Linked DNA regions of Danio rerio: all the other regions are linked to region 3. A link is a contact called in public Hi-C and HiChIP or PLAC-seq data. All regions are on one chromosome and are shown on one strand. Each heading gives the region's core, a stretch centred on a gene start, on an enhancer-like site or on the middle of the called end of the contact. The rest is flanking DNA. Distances are from core to core; before and after follow the strand shown.

Region 1 (4,812 bases), core at 2,027-4,526, 350 kb after region 3:
ATCTCAGTGTCACAAACCCATCCCCAAAAGCTACCATGCCTGTTCTGTAACCTCGTTCAAGGGATGGGGATTGTTTTGCCATAAAATGATGATAAGATGGTAAAACATTCTAACACTGAATAATTTTATAATCCTAAGAGGGGTTGGCATTGGCAAAAATAAATAAATCAATATAATAATGATGAACACTTCTACTGTAAAATATTTTTATTTCGTTGTATTAATAACAGTTACTTTAGTCAGAGTAGGGCTGGGCAATTTGGCCTAAAATCAAAATCTCCATTAATTGAACATTTTAACTTGATTACAATTAAACAAATGATTTTTTTATTATTATTTTATGTTTTTTGAGTTCATAGTTCACTAATAGGTTTTGTACAGCAAATATGGTCACATATTACATAATAATATAAAGGATAACATGTAATTGATAGAAACCTACACTATCTATGATTATTAATTGAACATCAACGCTGAAAAACTGAAATTAAAACACACATTGCCTAAAACATGGCTCTTTGCAACACCCACCCTTGTCACCACTACCAAACGACCAATCACAAAGCTTGTGTTATTTCGTCATTGTGACGCATAGTAACGTTTTTTTGAGAAGTGTGCGGGCATGCGAAAGCTGCGCTGGCCTGTACACATGCGCTTGGCAGAAGTATACTTTCAGAATAATATAATAAGCAAATCATAACAAAATAAGTATAAAAAATCCTTAACAGAGTTGGGTCATGGGACTCCACCAAAAAAAAAATACCTGGAAAAATGTAATCGATTATACATTCTGAATGTCAATTTCGATTACTTTGATTAATCGCCCAGCCTTAGGTCAGTGTCCCATGATCTTTCAAAAATTTGCATAACAATGCTGATTTGATGCTCGAGAATCATTTATTATTTTCAAAAATATACAGTCATTGATGATTTAAAAAATATATCGCCATGACATAATTTTTGCTAATATTTTTTACTAACTTATTAGGCATTACTGCTGAATAAACCTTATTTTTTTAAATATAGAACCCCAAACTCTGAACAGTGATATATAATACTTTACTGTTAGTATAATGTACAATAATTCTTGCTAAATAATGCCTGAGAAGGTAATAAGATCCCAGTGTTAACGCTATGTGGTCCTGAATCACACTTGTATATTATCACAACTATTACATTATTATTTGAATATACAAAAAAAAAAGAGAGACATACATTTCCCTCCAAAAATTGTATATCATCTACACACTTTCATCTGGGTCTAAACTTGTATGACTTTTATATCAATGAACAGACGATGATGAGAAATGAGTACAAAAAATGTGGTTACTAACATTCTTCAAAATATCTTTTATGATTCACAGAAATAAAAAGCTCATACAAGTTCGGAACAATAAAATTAGAGGTTTTTGTTTTTGACTGAAATGTCCCACCAATAATGTTTACATTAGACACAGAAGCCTTTGCCATTTTTTTTCCAGTTAACTTATACAAATACATTGACCTCAGTATGAAATTCCTCACGTTTCTAAAAACCCACAGACAAAACCATGCAGAGCAAACACAGACAAGAGAGGGGCTCATGTCATGGTCTCATGCATGAGAAAAAGGCCATCAAAGATGCGTTCCCAGCCCTCCTACTCACATCGATTCATTTCACAACCAACCTATTCACATGAAAACCCACTGAAACGGCAGTCTGACGAAATGTATATTTCTGAAATTAATCAAACGGTTTCCTCCCTCTTGCCTGAAAATTGCTTATGTAGAAGTGGGTGAAGCAAACATGCAATTTAAACCTGAATTATGCAGAAACATATATTGATAGTTTTGATTTTATCAGCAAGATGATTGTCATTTCAACAGTCATTAATCTTTACACTGAGAGGTTAAAAAATAAAGAAAAATGAGTTGTCATTTTTGTCAATGTTGCATTCATATTTCAGTCAAATTTGTAAGTAGACTAAGCGAAGTTTAGACGACTTTCTGTCTATATATTCAAAAGAACTGTACTACAATATACAAATGCAGTTTTGCTTTAATTGCAAAGTGTGAATCCATGTTGTTGTAATGAAAACTCTACCATTATGTGTGCTTCCTTACGTTGTTACAAAATATTTGATATTTTTCTGTTGACCAGAAAGGGAGACTATAAATGCTAAATGCTGACAGCTCCAGTCATGTGCACAGCATTTGTCACAGCATTGTGAAAGTGTATGAAGATTGTTACTTTCATTCTCTCTAAATTTGAATGCAAATACAAACAACATTTTGTTAACCTACAATAGTTTAACCATGGTGTTTGTATTAAAAATGATAGTTAAACAAGTGATTAAAATAAGACACAAAAACATCGTCATTAACTTAGAGCTTTACAAATCCATGGTAAATCTAATGTGTAAATTGTCTCTTTATTTCGGCGTTGCAAATTATTAATCTCTCATTGGGAATAAACAACATCTCTCATTAAGGACGAGCGTTTATTTAATAAACGTCTTGATAACATAATCCTCTATTTTATATGACATTTCTTCAGTCTTGGGCCTGCAGTCATTAGCTTATTTAGCGCCGCAACTGCTTCCCTAGCCTACAGGAAGCGAGCTAGCCGAATTATTTTGCTCATAATCGCGTCGTAAATGGTCTAATAATCATCGTGCACTCGGGAAAATAGATAAATTACCCCATATGTATGAAACCTAATTGTGCAGTTGTTTAAACTAGATAATTTGTCCAAGTTTGTAAGCCTAGCTAGCCGTCTGGAGGGGTTAGCTCGAGAGCTCCCAAACAGCTCGAGCTCCAGCAATGAATGACCGCGAGCGCACCGCTTCATGTACACTTCCATTGCAGGAACGACTCTCACTTCTCCATCATTTTGATTAGTTGTGCAAATTATTAATGAATAATGAATAAGACAGAGGCCCACCGCCATCTTTCACAGCGGTGGATGTATTTTTAACCCACCCATATTCGGGATACGATGAATGTACCGAAACGGAAGTGGCTAACAAACAGAGTGCCAAACGCTAAGCCAGCTGTCGCTTCTCTTTGGCGGATCTTTTCATATATAGAAGAGGATTTAGTAGTATTATGGTTAAAAACGAAAGACTGAAAAGGTGCAGTGTGTCTCACTTCACGGTTACCTTAATGATCCTGCGGGGCAACCCTGCCATCTTGTCTTGAATGCGGATTTTAGCTTTGACTCACGGTGCCTCTTACTTCGTTTGCATTGACGGCGGAGACGCAGTGCACAGACACACGCCTTCCGGCGCGGTGCGTCCAGACGCACGCGGAAACGTACGCTTTTCACGATGATGAAGATGATATGGAAGTTGTAGTTTTGTTTAGAAGGAAAGCTCTCTCTTTTTTTCAACCGACATGAATCTAGATAGTCCGTTATAATGAAGTTTTTTGGACGAATTTCTTACAGGTTTTGACTAGTTACTCAAATAATTTTCAGTTTTTAATGGTTCAGTCCTTCAGGTAACTGGTTTAACTACATTCCTAAAATGACACGTTAAACTGGTGTCTTTTTTTTTTCTTTTCGGCTTACTCCCTTTATTAGTTAGGATTCGACACAGCGGAACGAACCGACAACTTATCCAGCACATGTTTTATGTAGCAGATGCCTTTCCAGCCGCAACACAGCACTGGGAAATTAACTGGCGTCTCTTATTGGAAAAAGTTAAACCCCTGGAGTACTAAAACAGCAATTCGTACTCTTTTCCAAAGTGTATTTGTATAGTGACTTTTGCCTTGTTAAGTCTGATTGAAACCCTTCATTGAATGAAATAAATAATAGCTGGAGAAAAATGTGGTTATTACCACTGAAAACATCAATGAACACATTCACAGATTTTACAATATTTTGCAGATCATTGTTTATAATAAAAATAAAAAGGGGAAAAAAAGTTTTGTATTCATAAAGACAGCTGATCAGAGCCATTATCAGTTTTCTGGATTTTACATTATGAGTTAATAAAAATATTTGATTAATTTGAAAAAATATATTGATAAAGTATCCTCAAAAGTTGTATTTATATATTAATTTAACTGCCTGCTCGACCAAATGGTTGACTATATTTTGACTGACTATATTAGGAGTATCTAACTAAACCTGATTAAGTTTCATCTTTAGGAAGCACTCGCGCTTTTGCACTAAAAGATAATGCTGAAATGTGTATCGGTGTTTTATATTGTTTGAATTAATGTTTTAAATAATAATTTACACTAAACAGCATTGTTGGTTTACAAAAAAATCTAACAAACAATCCTGTTGCACTCCTACACTTGATTTTAGTTCATCTTCATTTTCTTGTCAACTTAGTCCCTTTATTAATCTGGGGTCGCCACAGTGGAATGAACCGCCAACTTATCCAGCAAGTTTTTTACGCAGCGGATCCCCTTCCAGCCGCAACCCATCTCTGGGTAACATCCACACTCACATTCACACACACTATGGACAATTTAGCTTACCCAATTCACCTGTACTGCTTGTCTTTGGACTGTGGGGGGAACCGAAGCACCCGGAGGAAACCCAGGAAGAACATGCAAACTCCACACAGAAACGCCAACTGAGCCGAGGCTCGAACCAGCGACCTTCTTGCTTTTAGGCGACAGCACTACCTAATGTGCCACTGCTTCGCCCTTGATTTTAGTGTCATTGTAAATAAAACAACAACAACAAAACATGTAAATTACTGTGCTAAATTAAAAGCTAAAATATTTTATGGTATAAAAAAAGATGATTTAGTATTCAAAAATGTCTTATTTTTGTTATGTTTTTAAATAAATTGGTCTTGCACTTCATATTTT
Region 2 (4,482 bases), core at 136-2,635, 330 kb after region 3:
AGATAAGTCAGTGGGTAATTGTTAATATATTGAGTTAACCAAGTTTTTAAGTTAAGAACCATAAAAATTCAAAGGCAAAGTAGCAGGGGGACAGTTACTAAAAATTACTGCTTTGATAGTGACCAGCAAAAACAATAGACACTACAGAAGTATTGTTAACGTGAACTGACTAATAATAATATTAATATTGATAATAAAGGCAGTTAAAGGAATGGTTCACCCCCCAAAAAAATACAATTCTGTCATCATTTACTACTTTAGTAGTTTTAAACATGTTTGACTTCTGTTGAACAGAAAAGACAATGTTTTGAAGAAAGCTGAATGTCCTGTAACCAATGACTTCCATGTTGGTTTTTCCTACTGTGGAAGTCAACAATTACAGATTTTAAATTTTCTTCAATCATCTTTACCATTCGACAAAATAAAAAACAGATTTGTAATCACTTAAAGGGGGAGTAAACGGTGAGTAGCCTAGTAAAAATATTCCATTTTTGGGTGAACTATCCCTTTAACTTCAACACTAACGTGAATATAAATGATAATAATAATAAAGTGACAGAACGACAACAAACATTAATAAAACGCTGACATGTATTATTTGAAGTCACTTAATATATTATCCAGAAACCTGAATGAGAGACTATTATAAAATAAGTGCTAGCACCTAATGGGTGTAGTCAATAACATGTTGGATAACTGATTAAACCAGCAACTTCTTGCAACATAAAACTAGCTCCAAGGAATAACATTGTGTTGCAATCTCCAGACTCTGTCTCCGTAGGCGACAGTTGTAGTAAACCAGCAACCACATTTGCACTTTCCCCCTCAGCCTCACCTCGTCCTCTCGGTCGTTCTTGAAGCACAGGCAGGCTGCTCGTTTTTTGAAGCCCTCTCCGTCATACGTCCTTGTCTGATTGGGCTTGAATTTCATCATGTGGGTTTTTCTCCGAACAAAACAAGAATACAAGTGTTCTCGGTTGCCTAGTTTTTGGATCCGACGCGCAACGCAGCTGCCTTTCAGGCCAAGAGCTGAAAGTCGTCCCAGATTTCCCAGGCTGATCATACAGTTTGCGTTTTGTCAGAAGTGACTCACGTTGAAGGCAATATTCCTGTCTTGACGGCGGAGATCGTGGCTTGAGGTGATCTGGACTGGAGCATGGTGGCTGGCTGGTTATGTGTGAACACTCCTCTGCTCTGCTGCGGCTCTTCGGCTCTGCGCAGTCGCCTTAAATCAGCTGCAATAGGATCTGCGTTACAAACCCAAGATGCCATCAACAGATAGGCGTTTCCCTGGTTAGAAATATGAATGAGAAATCATCATCATTGCTGCCGCCAGAGGAAGGGAGGACATTGTTGATTCCCGGAGGCTTGATGTGGGTGGAATTAAACAACGTCGCGTCGCTGTAAATGTAATACAAATGGCAGTAATTGATTCAAAGTAACATTAGAGACAAAAGCCACACTGCAGGGACAGAACGGAGTCGTGTTGTACTAGCGCCATCTGCTGGTGGATTTTAGTTTAACAACTAGCCAAAGAGTTTGGTGAAACTTTAATACTTAGTATTACTTTACTTGAATTTTTAAAGGGATAGTTTACGCTAAAATGAACATTTACCAACTAATTATCCCTAATTGGTGCAAAATCTTCTGAGCTTTTTCAATTGAACACAAAATAAACCATTTGAAGAATGCTGAAAACCTCAAATCAAAAACTTCCAAAGTAGGAAAAACAAATACATTGGAAGACAACAGTAACCGTTTACCAGCTTTCTTCAAAAAAGCTTCTTTTGTGTTTTGTAAAAAAAACTTACATTTTTAAAACAAGTTAAGGGCGAGTTAATGCCCAAATTAAAATTTTTGCTTGAAATATTCCTTTATTATCACTAAAAATGCTAACATTTCTTTCATATTAATGCTATGCTAACATACAATGTAGTGAAGCATATAGTTTAAAGTGATGTTTTGAATTGAAATGTTGTTACCACGTATAACAATATTTCTTTCAAGCAAGTTACATCCTATTGTTGTTCTAAAACATGTCCACTTTTTAATAGCTTGCTAGCATCTTCTAACAAGCTGTGACATGTTAGCATGGTTTACCATGATCCTAACACTAAATAGCAGCTGGTTTCTAGTGTCAATGGGATATATTGAATTAACATGTTGCTACCACCTTTAACAATATTTCTATCAAGCAAGTTACTCCTATTTTTGTTTTAAAACCTCCACATTTTAATGGATTGCTAGCATTTTTCATACAAGCTCTGAAATATTGTTAGCATGGTTTACCATGATCCTGACACTAAATATAAGCTGGTTTCCAGCCTCAACTGGACATATTTGAAATTCTTTTCAAGATTAATTTTTGAAAGTTTTGATACCAACATAAAAAATTAAGGCAGGGTTGCAGGTTACACCATGTCAAATAAAAAAAAAAAAAAAAAACTTTTAAGACCATCAAGAATAAAATTTGGGCCATTAAGAAAATCCTTAGCATTTAACCCTATATATATATATATATATATATATATATATATATATATATATATATATATATATATATATATATATATATATATATATATATATGTGTGTATGTATGTATGTGTATATATTTGTATATATGTATACATATATATACACATACATACATACACATACATACATATATATACATATATATAGGGTTAAATGCTAAGGATTTTCTTAATGGCCCAGCAGAAAATAAAATATTTACTTGCCATATCAAGAAGCAAATTCTAATTAGGAATGTTTTGGTCACAAATTTTGAATAATGTGTTAAATCAAGCATACCCTAGTTGTACAAATGCAATTTGTTTTCAACTTAAAATTGCTATAAGGCAATTTAGGTAAAGAATTTTAATGTGTATGTGTATTGTTTTGACTTTCATTTTATATCAAGCCTTGGACAGGTGTTTAGCAAGTCTGCTAAAACACTTAAACAAATGCATTTGGTTTGTTAATGCATTTGTGATGTCCATGTCAAATAAACAATAAATAAAATATTAGTTATAAATAGAGTTTTGATTTAAGTTTTATTGAAAAGTATTGTTGTTATTGGATGTGTGTTGGATCATTGGGTCGCATTACATAAATAAAAGTAAATTAAAACCTGTTTAAAAGGATTTAAGATCTACAAGACAATATTTCAGTGAATTTAAGGCCTTAAAATCTAAAAATGTCTTAAATTTCAAAAACAATATTTAAGACCCCGCGACACACTGTAAAGTGTTAACCACTGGTACACGATTCTTTCAAGAACCAATCGTCTGGGATCTTTTCAAAACTGAACTGATAAAATGTATGACAGAGTGGTTTCTGACGATTTCAAATAATTAAACCAAGAGTTAATTGAAGATACAATTATATAATAACATATGTAATGCGACTCAAATTATGATTAAACTATGATCAAATGAATGCATTTTACTCCAATACAAAGTAATTAAAACATTTAGGCTATAAAAGAGATTATACTTTGCTGAGAAGTTCTTTAAAACCAGTTGAGTGAAAGAATCGGTTCACTGAAGAGGACTGATTCATGGAAAGCAGGTAATAAGAAGAAGAGTTATTGGAAACACTGACTTACACTTTGTTAATACTATTAAACATTCAGTAGTGCTGACATTACCTATAGGCACAATAGAAATCTTCAGACCTTTATGAGCTGCTCTTTAGGTAAATTAGACCTGTACCTGTTCATTCCAGGTTATTTGGAGTATAGATAAGCAATACGCTGTGACTAACTTTTTCCAGCTTATGAAACACATGAGAACGGTAGACTAGGGAAAACAAAAGAGTAGTTAACCTCAAGTCTTTCTTGGAAATGTAATAAAACCACCACCATGAATGTGTATTATTAATCAACAGATTTTTATTTACAGAAAGAACAGAAATATGTGTGTGGACTTTTGTCATCACATTTTTAAAAAGCAGAATTTGTTTTATTTTTTTTTCCCCTTTCTATAGAAAGCGGGAATTTACAGACTTGACGTTTTAACCAAAGACCAATCGTGGAAATTGAGACAAAGCCTTTATTGATCTTTTACAATGTTTCCGCAAACATTCCCACCCCTCAATCCCTTTACTAAAAATCTCACTATCCATCATTCGTCTTCAGCCCCCCGCCCCAGCTACCTTGGCGCAAGGAAATAAATGCTTAAGGGAAGAAACAGACAAATGAATCTAAATGCAGTGGACTGTGCTGGACACGAGAAAAAAGAAAAGAAAAAGAAAAAAAGCACGCAATGATGGAGTTTCAAGAGTGCAATTAGAACAGCCATGGCAAGATAGATAAAAACAAAACACTAAAACCGGATACGATGACAGAATTGTTATACTAAAAGAAATATTACGCAACATCTCCCTTCTCTCTCTAGCTCTACTTTGCCCATCCATAGTTCAAATATAAATCAAGTTCTAGGTTAGGGTTTACATCTTTTAACGGTTACCGTGATGGTG
Region 3 (4,408 bases), core at 1,209-3,708:
ATCAGCTTTATGTACCATCATTGTCATTTCTTTGGGGCTGATGACTTGTATCAATTTCTGAGCCGTGATCTTCAGATGCAGGAGAGGCCAGGTCGGCCTCATTGGACAGGTCATCATCAGGAGACTCCGGCTCGTCATCTTTTGACGACGCTGCATCAAATCCAGAGGTTTTATCGGTGGATGCGTTGGGGAAAGCGATGGCTGCTGCGGCTGCAGCAGAGGCGTGTGTGGGGATCCCAGGGTAAAGCCATGGAAATGGTGTGGTCAATGCCGCCGCCGCTGCTGCTGGATACACCAACTTCTCCAAATGACTTTTGTCAAATAAAGGCATGTATGATGCTGCTGCAGACGGGTTTATGAAGTAAAACGGCATGCAAAAGGGAGTTTGTTGTCCACCAACCCCGGTCATTCCCATTAAAGAGTTCATAAGCGCCACATCTGGTCGCGTACTTGTGGAATCTGAACCACCATTCGCCGACCAGTTCATTTTAGCTTTTTTAGTGACACGTTCATCTCCAAACTCCTGCTTGATTTTAACTCCTTTTGCTGTGTCGCATCCTTTCTCGCTCTTTCCATCGCCTTTCTCAGCCTCTCCTCCATACCCGCTGTCTGTGTCAGTGTCGTTCTCATTAAGCTCGAGGTTTTGAGTCCTCTGGATGACAGGGACGCAGTTGGCTTGAGGATCTCTCTGGGTGTCCCGCTCTGGAGCGTCGTCTCCTGCCACTGGCTGCTGCAGGATCCCTGTGCCTGGCTGGAACTGAGCAGAAACTTTGTGTAGGTGGTTGATGAGTCGCGTGCACCTCTGCTCGCGCGCCGTCCAGTTCTCCACCTTGTTCAGATACTGCAGGACTTCTTTGGCACATGCTTGAAAGCCTGAGTGGAAAGCGTCTAAGTCAGCCTGGAGGGAAGACTTCAGCGATCGCTCCCCTGTCATAAAACAAGAGGCAAAGTCCTGTCATATAAAAGAGGAAAACTGACAGATGCACAGACTGATATACAGTGCCAACTTATCTAATAGATAGATAGATAGATAGATAGATAGATAGATAGATAGATAGATAGATAGATAGATAGATAGATAGATAGATAGATAGATAGATAGATCTATCATCCAAATATAAATTGTAAAAGAGTAAATGTAAATAAAACATACATTAAAATAAGATAAACATTAAATACAATCAATATTATTTAAATTAAGTATTTAGATAGATAGATAGATAGATAGATAGATAGATAGATAGATAGATAGATAGATAGATAGATAGATAGATAGATAGATAGATAGATAGATAGATAGATAGATAGATCTATCATCCAAATATAAATTGTAAAAGAGTAAATGTAAATAAAACATACATTAAAATAAGATAAACATTAAATACAATCAATATTATTTAAATTAAGTATTTAGATAGATAGATAGATAGATAGATAGATAGATAGATAGATAGATAGATAGATAGATAGATAGATAGATAGATAGATAGATAGATAGATAGATAGATAGATAGATAAGATTATAAAATGTAAACATAACATAAATAAGATAAACTGTAAAAATAAACATTGTGATGTTGCTTTTATTATTTTTAATAGTTTTGAATCGAAACGAACATAATTATGTGTTCATAAGCACATTTAGTTAAGTTCAAGTACTTTAAGCGACATTTACTCTTTCCCCTCGTGTGGATTTGACGTTAGTCTAATTGCATTGTGTGGGCTGAACATTATGTAATTTACCGTTCTGCAAAGCGATGATCTTCTGGTGCTGCTGCTCTGTGACAGCTGTCAAAGCGTTCAAATGCTTCAGCGTCAGTTCCAGAACCACCGCTTTTTCCAAGTGACCCAGAGTCTGTAAGACAACACGAACATTTAAAGCGTGTCTATACTTTCCGACTTTCCTTATGTGGGGAGATACATTTGCAGAACACATGTTAACAAAACTAAACAACTTTACCGTGAGTTTGAGATGTTCGGGTAATAAATCCTTCAGCTGCCCAATACATTCATTTATTCGGTCCCTCCTCTTTTTCTCGATCAGTCTGTGTGGTAACTTGTACGCGTCCTGCGGATGATAAAAGTATGAGCTACTGCAAAAGTTCGTAAAGTAATTATTATAACTCGCATACTTAACAGCAAGTGTCACTGAGTGTTACGTGAATGTCACGTTTTCATCACGGGTCCACAGTTTGCTTACCTTTCCTTCCTCTCTCTTCATCCCCCTTTTGGATTTGCACATGTAGAGCGATGAATATTCCACCCTGATAAAAGAAAACATTATTTTTTTTAAAAATATAATAAATTCGTTTTGATACCTTGCAAAATTAATGCATGCGTTAATTAAAAGCAAAACAAGCAAATATAAAATTACCCCAAGAAATCCGCGTGATCCAGAAACTGTCTGTTCTGCATTCTCGATATTCTTTCTTCCATAACTTTGTTCCACTTTGTTATACAGTGAGGTTTGGTTAATCCAATATCTGAGCGGAGCGGCAGTGCGTTGTGTCCGGTCTCGCGCAGCACCTCTGAATGATGATGATGTGTGTGTGCGCGCTCGCCTGAGCTGCCACTTTGCCCAGCGCTCTCGCGCACTCACACTGCGCGTGGCCACTACCGCGCACGCGCGCCTTCTCCAGGAACCGCGCGCTGACTCACGTGTAAACTGCACCAGCTCCAGAGTCTGGGAATTAAATGAGCTTGAAAGTTGTCAGTTCACTGCTCACTACACTCTGAAAAAACAAACACCAGCACATCACTGCAGAACAGTTGAGACAAATGCATTTTCAGATTTAAGAATAACATATACATATTAAAATGTAAATCATAAGATAAAAAAATAAAATCCCTTTATTAATCAGGGGTCGCCACAGCGGAATGAACCGCCAACCTATTCAGCATATATTTTATACAGCGGATGTCCTTCCAGCTGCAACCCATCACTGGGAATCATCCATACACACTCATTCACACACATACACTATAGTTAATTTAGCTCATCCAATTCACCAGTCCTGAAGCCAGCCTAATGAAAGGGGTGGTTCTTTTTTCTGAAAAAGTGAACCTTTTTTGCAGTTATTCGTTTTAAAATGAAAACAGTAGCCTTGGCAAAAAAATGGCCAGCTCAACTTTCCTTGGCCACTTAATTAAAATTTTTATAAAAAATGTTATTGTCTTAAAGGCTTCTTCTATCTATAATTTTCACAATTTATGATGGCATAGCAGTCAAAAATGGGATAAATGAGCTCATATAGGTGTCAAATTCTGGACTTTATCAGTGAGGGATGGGTCTTTCGAACCGCCCGAACCACCCCTGGCTACAGGCACATGTCTTTGGACATGTGGGGGAAACCGGAGCACCCGCAGGAAACCAACACAAACACAGGGAGAACATGCAAACTCCACACAGGAATGGAACTGATCCAGCCGGGGCTCGAACCAGCGACCTTCTTGCTGTGAGGTGATTTTGCTACCCACTGAGCCACCGGGATGCCCCTGAAATTAGGGAATACAACACAATATTTTTATTTATTTACTATAGGCCTACTAATTTTAACTATTAATTATATTAATATTATACACTACGGCAAAATACAACTTTTTTAAAAGAAATAATTAAATTTAATTTAAACTTTATTATAATAAATAATTGTATATATAATAAATGCAAGTAAAATATTTTTGTTTATTATAAAATTTTTCGTTGTGTTTATTCATAAATAACAATTCAGACAAAATGTCTTCAGAGTTCATTTTTTTTTACATGTACAAAAAATAATCTGTTAGTTAAAATTTAAATATATAAAAATATTTTTATGTGTAATAAATGCTAAAAACGTTTTATTTATATATGTATTTATTTATTTATTTATTTCATTTATTTATTTGTTTATTACGTCTTCAGAATAACAGTATTGTGCCCTGTTATTACTTATTTGTTTTGTCAATTTATAATCAATATTTGGCAGACACTTCTTTAAGTGACTTACAGTTAAGAACATAGAATAATCAAAGCAACAATAGAACAACATGTACATAATATGAGAGAGAGACAGAGAGAGAAAGAGAGAGAGTTTATAGTTATAGAAGGTCAGATAAACTTTTCTATTAATTGTTTTTGTATAGATTTTATTCGGTCAAATGTTTTTACAGAGACACACATGCACGCACATACAGATTACCAAAAAGAGTTGCATTCTGATAATCTTACTTATTTAGTTTGAATTTTGTTTGTTCATGTTAACAAATTGTAATTGTAATATTCAATATAGCCTACATATTTTTTTATCAGTGTGCAATGTTTGGCTTGAATTGCCATCTTGATCTACTGAGATTTCTTTCCTTATACATTCGATCTGAAGCGAGGTGTGACATAACACAACAGCACATAGATGTATGTCTGAAAATA

What was found. A called contact is a pair of places that touch in the nucleus more often than the background predicts. HiChIP or PLAC-seq counts read pairs in DNA pulled down with a chosen protein or histone mark.
Region 1: a contact with region 3 is called in an H3K4me3 HiChIP or PLAC-seq map of embryo, with 3 times the contacts expected there. The contact joins the promoter of ube2na here to the promoter of bhlhe41 in region 3. A contact is called at or near these places in 1 of 18 Hi-C or Micro-C datasets (caudal fin) and 1 of 4 datasets of contacts at active chromatin or transcription factors (embryo).
Region 2: a Hi-C map of hematopoietic stem cells shows a contact between it and region 3, with 2.7 times the contacts expected there. The contact joins the promoter of nudt4a here to the promoter of bhlhe41 in region 3. A contact is called at or near these places in 2 of 18 Hi-C or Micro-C datasets (caudal fin and hematopoietic stem cells) and 1 of 4 datasets of contacts at active chromatin or transcription factors (embryo).

What each region holds. Positions count from the first base shown.
Region 1 is chr18:17,155,473-17,160,284 of GRCz12tu, reverse strand. ube2na (ubiquitin-conjugating enzyme E2Na) reads right to left here and starts at 3,276. Exons shown (of 4, transcript NM_213486.1): 1 at 3,141-3,276. The coding sequence starts at 3,170.
Region 2 is chr18:17,171,455-17,175,936 of GRCz12tu, reverse strand. nudt4a (nudix (nucleoside diphosphate linked moiety X)-type motif 4a) reads right to left here and starts at 1,385. Exons shown (of 5, transcript NM_001310062.1): 1 at 836-1,385. The coding sequence starts at 1,063. ube2na (ubiquitin-conjugating enzyme E2Na) reads right to left here. Exons shown (of 4, transcript NM_213486.1): 4 at 3,876-4,482.
Region 3 is chr18:17,504,400-17,508,807 of GRCz12tu, reverse strand. bhlhe41 (basic helix-loop-helix family, member e41) reads right to left here and starts at 2,458. Exons shown (of 5, transcript NM_001039107.1): 1 at 2,375-2,458; 2 at 2,201-2,264; 3 at 1,961-2,068; 4 at 1,744-1,855; 5 at 1-927. The coding sequence starts at 2,436. The coding sequence ends at 8. It overlaps LOC137490727 (a long non-coding RNA gene), which reads right to left. Exons shown (of 3, transcript XR_012394005.1): 3 at 4,120-4,408.